Linked DNA regions of Mus musculus: region 1 is linked to region 2. A link is a contact called in public promoter capture Hi-C data. All regions are on one chromosome and are shown on one strand. The core of a region is the stretch at or near the end of the contact, and the rest is flanking DNA. Distances in the headings are between cores, read along the strand shown.

Region 1 (2,700 bases), core at 26-2,525, 210 kb after region 2:
TATCTAAGTACACTGTAGCTGTCTTCAGATGCACCAGAAGAGGGCGTCAGATCTCATCATGGGTGGTTGTGAGCCATCATGTGGTTGCTGGGATTTGAACTCAGGACCTTCGGAAGAGCAGTCGGTGCTCTTAACCACTGAGCCATCTCTCCAGCCCGTTTTTCTACTTCTTAATTGACTTTTATAAACGAGTTAAACTTTGTTAGTCCAGTTTTCTTAGCTGTTCTGTGGGGGCTAGAATATAACCCTGGTACTGTTTGGGAAAATCAGAGGAGACTCTGTACATGGCTGGTGTCCCTAGTGTGCCGAGTAAGAAGGTTCCTTTATAGCATTGTAAATTAAAAGAAAGCTTGCCTACCAGGCTAAGACTTGTACATACTCCAGCCTTCTCAGCAAGTCATTCTGGGTCTTTGTGATGTTTGGTGTAGTTTGTATCGCCAGGGAGTGTACGGAAGAACTTGGCTTCAGAGTGGCTTCTTTCTCACTTCTACCAAGCATGATACAGATTGTCATTTTGTTAAAAACAAAACCAAAAAATGTATTCCATTCAGTGGGGACATCAGGGGCTGGTTGTTTTTCTGAATGCCATTCTGTGAGGACTGTCCTTTATCTGAGTATTTGATGAGTGCTTGGGCTAGCTAAGTTCACAGATGCAAAAGTTGTTACAAAACGTGCCTTCCTTTTTTTTTTTTTGTTTTGTTTCTAATGGAAGTGAAGGGGACTTAGGGATATTATACAGTGTCATGTGGCAATTTAACACTCCAAAGTAGAATCAGTTTCCAGATGACGGGATCTGAAACTCTGTAAAGATTGTTTTGGATGGCACAGTGCCCTGAAGACCATCTGTTCCGTTCTCAGCCCCATATGGGATGGCAACCATCTCAGTGAATGAGGCTGATCAATAAGGCGATGGATGACTCGGAATCGGGATTCTTCAATTCGGAGATCCATTGAGCTGGATTTGGAAGTTCTCTATAAACTTTCAAAATGAGGTTTGTTTTTGTTTTTGTTTTTGTTTTTTAAATAATACTAGTTTGTCACATGGGAAAAGGAAAGTTCTAGAGCCCAGTGGCTTTGCCAGATGGTTTTTGTGTGTTCTTGAGCCCGTTTCTCTTACATTTATTATCCTGCCATAACAATTGGAGATGTTTCCTATCTTATTTTTTCTAAGTATGCATTCATATTAGAAATGAAAGTTTGAATATCGCCACATGAGAGCACCACAGAGGTGTTTGCCAGATGCTCGGAACAGTGCTGCGTTGACACACACGCCCTCGCTCATCCAGCTGCCCCTGCCTTCGTAAACAGCTCAGTTATTAGGGATGGAGTCTGTATGTGGTAGGCACTCTATTCTTCAGGAAACCCAAATTAGGTTGCCAGAATCTAGCTAATACAAATGTTGCAATTTTGTTGTTTGATTTTTTTTTTTTTTTTTTTTTGAGACAGGTTCTTGCTCTGTAACCCGGCCATAGTACTTATATAGCTCAGACTATATATAAATAGTACTTGTTGTGTAGCCCAGGCTATCCTCCTGCAATGATCCTCCTGAGGCCGCCTCTGAGGGCAGGGATTATAGATTGAGCCACCATTCGAGGTTTAAAAAATCTCAAATTTCAAGGTAAAATTTGAAATTCTTTGTAGCCCAAGACATTTTTTTTTTGTTTGTTTTTAAGGTGAAAAATTTGCCATAGAAGATGTTTGTGAAGATAATGCTACTTAATATGGAGAGAGCTCTTGACTCTTCTGAGCTGCCATAAAACTGTGAAGTCAACTTAGGCTTTAAAGTATTTGCTGAACTCTAAATTTGAGGACAGAATGATTTTTTTTTTTTTTTAGTTTTTAGAAATACCACAATCTGGCATTACTTCTGAGTAGTAAGTAGTCAGTGACTTCCAAAATGTGTGAAGGATACTAGAGGAGTTTCATTTCATTAAAAAATTATTTTAATTGTGTGTATGTATATGTATATACACACATGTATTTGGGTGCAAGTACCTGAAGAGGCCAGAAGAGACTTCAAGCTCCCTGGAGCTGGAGTTCCAGGGGGTTACAGACCTCTGGCATAGGGCGCTGGGAGCTGGATTCGGATCCTCTCTAAGAAAGTTGCACGGCGCCATCCCTCCAGCCCCTCCCACCCCCGCTTCCTTCCTTCCTTCCTTCCTTTTTAATTTTATTTATGTTTGCAGTTGTTTTGCCTGCACAGTGTTTGTGCCTAGTTCTGTGGGATGCTGGAAGACAGTATTGGATCTTCCGAACTAGAGTTAGGCAGTTGTGAATCACCATGCGGTGTTGGGAACTAAGCCCCAGTCCTCGGGAAGAGCAGACAGTGCTCCTAACTGCTGAGCCATCGTCCTAGCACCTTGCTTTATTTCTCTGTGGAGATTTGGGTCGCTGGCTTGATAAATACAAAGAAAGTGGCACTGTCAAATGCACTGTGAACATAAGCAGTCTGTCTGTCTTTGGTTTTGCTTTTGTTTTTCAGACAGGATTTTCATATAGCCAAGGCTTTCTTCTGTTCGCCCTGTTTTTGTTTTCTCCTGATGGGACGGGATAGGAGTTTAGTAGCTGAGGAGTGCTGCTGCGGTCTGTCTGCCCCGTGCCTAGAACGGGAATTGCCTGCTCTACTTGCCCCATTACTGGAGTTGTCTCAGTGAAGGTGATGACCTGGGACAGCATCATGTATTCTGTTTCTTGTACTTC
Region 2 (2,700 bases), core at 14-2,513:
GGGATAGAATTAGGAGGATAAGGATGGGGGTGGGGGTAAGGATGGTAGGGATTGAGTGGGGATGGGGATGGGAGTCAGGGGGTAGGGGGAGGAGGAAGAAAAGCAAGTGGAAGCATGTTACCTTAGGCAGTTACATAATCATGACTCCAGTTATGTGCTCAAGATGCAGAGTCAGTTTTAGCAGGGGCTGGGGCTGTTGGTCTAAGTGCAGGTATGTGACTGACCCACAGAAAGGACCTTCATCCTTCCAAGTATCTTCTGATGTAGAAATCTCATATCTTTACATTTTTTCCTGATGAACAATTTGTTATTGTATGAGTTTTATTGTTAAGGAACTTGGAAAAACATCACCCACCAAAACCAATCAGACCCAAGCGTCCATACAACTCAGTGGCCTTCAGTTAGAACAAGCATTCAGAATGGAAGCTGTGCAGGGTCATGTCCAGTTCTACACATTCAGTATCAAATACATGTTCTGCACATGTCCACCTCCCAAACCCCAAATCCAAGACAGAGTTAGAAATGGAAAACCAATGAGTTTTATCTCCTCATTCATAACTTAAGCTTGTTACCTGCAGTTCTTCCTCATCCCCTTCTTCTGTTATACTGTACATACATACATACATACATACATACATACATATTTACATAGATACATGTATTGTTGCATGAGAGTACTTTCTTACTCTCTAGGGTAACAAACAAAAGAGAACACAAATTTATCTTCCTGAGATTGTGTGGTCTCACTCGACGTTATGCATTCTAAGCCTGTCCTGAACATTTTCAAACTTCATTTTTTCTTCTTTAGAGCTGAGCAATATTTCATTTTTTTATATGAGCCACATTTTCATTGTCCGGTCACTTGTTGATGGACAGCTAGGTCAATGCCTATGGTGAACAAAGTGGTGATTTTTTTTTTAAATATAAAATGTAGCACTGAGTTCCAGATCTGCTTGGGATTACTTTCCAGAAAACCAGCTTTATTTGTGTTTTCAGCCAGAGCAAAGGTAGGATTTATTACACTTTAGACTTTTCTGAAATACTATGTGCACCTTAGCATCCGATGGAGTGCTCACTGATGAGTGCTCGTGACAGAGGCTGCGGAGACAGCAGGGCCTTAGGCAAGTCCTTGTTTTGTGTGGCTGCAAGGGAGGTATGGGGAGGAGTATGTGGTCTGACAGCGGTGCACACTGCCCTGTAGGCTTCCCTGGTCAGGCTGGAGACAGCAGGTAAGGCCACAGCAGGTGTCTCTGCTGGTGCCTCTAATGATCCAGAACCAATGAGACGCCATGCATCACGGGCATTCCGTGAGAGGGAACAGTGTGTGCTGAGCTTCCGGTGCCAAGAGACCGTGGGAACGTCAGGTCTACCATCTGACACACTCAATTCCTGGATGCAATGAGGAAGAATAGAAGTCAACTGAGCAGTCGTTCCGCTGCAGCTATGCTGGGAGGAGGAGGGGAGGATGGCCAGGGACCAACGGGAGGCAGTAGCCTCCCTCTCTAACTCATGCTCAGGCCACCCATCCGCTGCCCTAGGGTTTGGTCAGCAGTGCCCCCCCCCCCCCCCCCGCCGCGTTCTGTCCCGGGGAGTATTTGTTTTAGTTTCTGTTACCCTTTAGACTTAATCTGTTTTCTTAATCTGTTTTAGATTCTCTTGCCATTCCTTTTATGAAACCTTGAGTTTTTCTCTCCACCTTTTCCTGTTCTCAGTGCTTTGCACTGATGCTCAGTCAGGTTCCCGTCATCTGTGTTGTTTCATCTCAGCAGACATGAGTAATTACAGTTCGCTTAATCTCCAAGACAGTCCCGGGCATGTATTCTTTTCCTCTATATCAGCCGTCTTCCATGTCAGTGAGGTTTTTAAGTAGGATTTGGCTTATTTTTAAAGATGCTGCTGACCAAGGCACCCAAATCTGCATCCTAACAAAAAGTCCCATGCTTTTGAATGACGTGCCTGACAGAAGCCTGACAAATCGTTGCTGTTGGCCGTTTCAGGGCAGCCCAAGATATGCAGATACTCAAAACCAACCATCAAGATCTGCCTGGTAGCTTTAGTGACTGGCTTGAAGCAGAACCCCTCAGATATCTTAGAAAATCCCAACTCTTAAATTAATTCTGTTTTGATGCCTCACCCACAACTTCCTGATAATAACAGAAATTAATAGGTTCTGTAGGCCTGGTGGGTGCTCACTGCTTGTCTGGGTGAATGTAATCATGGGCACATTTCCTCCTTGTAAAAACCCCACGTGGGAAAGGCTGGTTTTGCCCTCTCACTACAGATTAGATTTGAAGAGCTCAGAGCTGGTTCCAGGATCCCACTCTGACCCGGCTGGAAACCAGCCTCCTCCAAGCCCATGCTTGCTCTTCTTGCTCTGTGGCCAGGTGGCCTTGAGCAGATGAGGAGGACTGGCCCAGCCACAGGCATTCTGTTTCAATAAAAACACACTCAAATAAAAATAAACTCCCCACAGTTCATTTCTAAAGTGAGCTATGAACCTAAACTCAAGAGACACATGTTGAAATGTTGGGATGTGAATGGGCATAGCCACCAGTACCAGCATTCCTCAAAAAGCTAAAAATAGGTGCCTGTTGCCAAGCTGAGTGCCAGAGAGCCCAATCCTGAGACTCACGTGACAGAAGGAGCAAACCAACTCTTATAAGTTGTCCCCCACAAATTCACAGTGGTACACACACAGAC

What was found. Capture Hi-C pulls out chosen DNA fragments and counts their contacts.
Region 1: a promoter capture Hi-C map of pancreatic islet shows a contact between it and region 2. The contact joins two enhancer-like sites. A contact is called at or near these places in 1 of 484 Hi-C or Micro-C datasets (embryonic stem cells), 5 of 115 datasets of contacts at active chromatin or transcription factors (craniofacial prominence, embryonic basal ganglia, embryonic limb bud and 2 more) and 1 of 9 other capture datasets (pancreatic islet).

What each region holds. Positions count from the first base shown.
Region 1 is chr14:76,431,741-76,434,440 of GRCm38.p6, forward strand. The region is part of intron 1 of Tsc22d1 (TSC22 domain family, member 1); the gene reads left to right. Among named protein-coding and RNA genes, the nearest start is that of Tsc22d1, 17 kb to the left of the region's middle. Within about 2 kb of position 1,276, at least 10 of the 459 cell types and tissues checked have an H3K27ac peak or open chromatin away from gene starts, as enhancers often do. A contact at or near this core is called in pancreatic islet, where this site is marked.
Region 2 is chr14:76,224,493-76,227,192 of GRCm38.p6, forward strand. Gm36583 (a long non-coding RNA gene) reads right to left here. Exons shown (of 2, transcript XR_383604.3): 2 at 954-1,389. Among named protein-coding and RNA genes, the nearest start is that of Gm36583, 19 kb to the right of the region's middle. Within about 2 kb of position 1,264, at least 6 of the 459 cell types and tissues checked have an H3K27ac peak or open chromatin away from gene starts, as enhancers often do. A contact at or near this core is called in pancreatic islet, where this site is marked.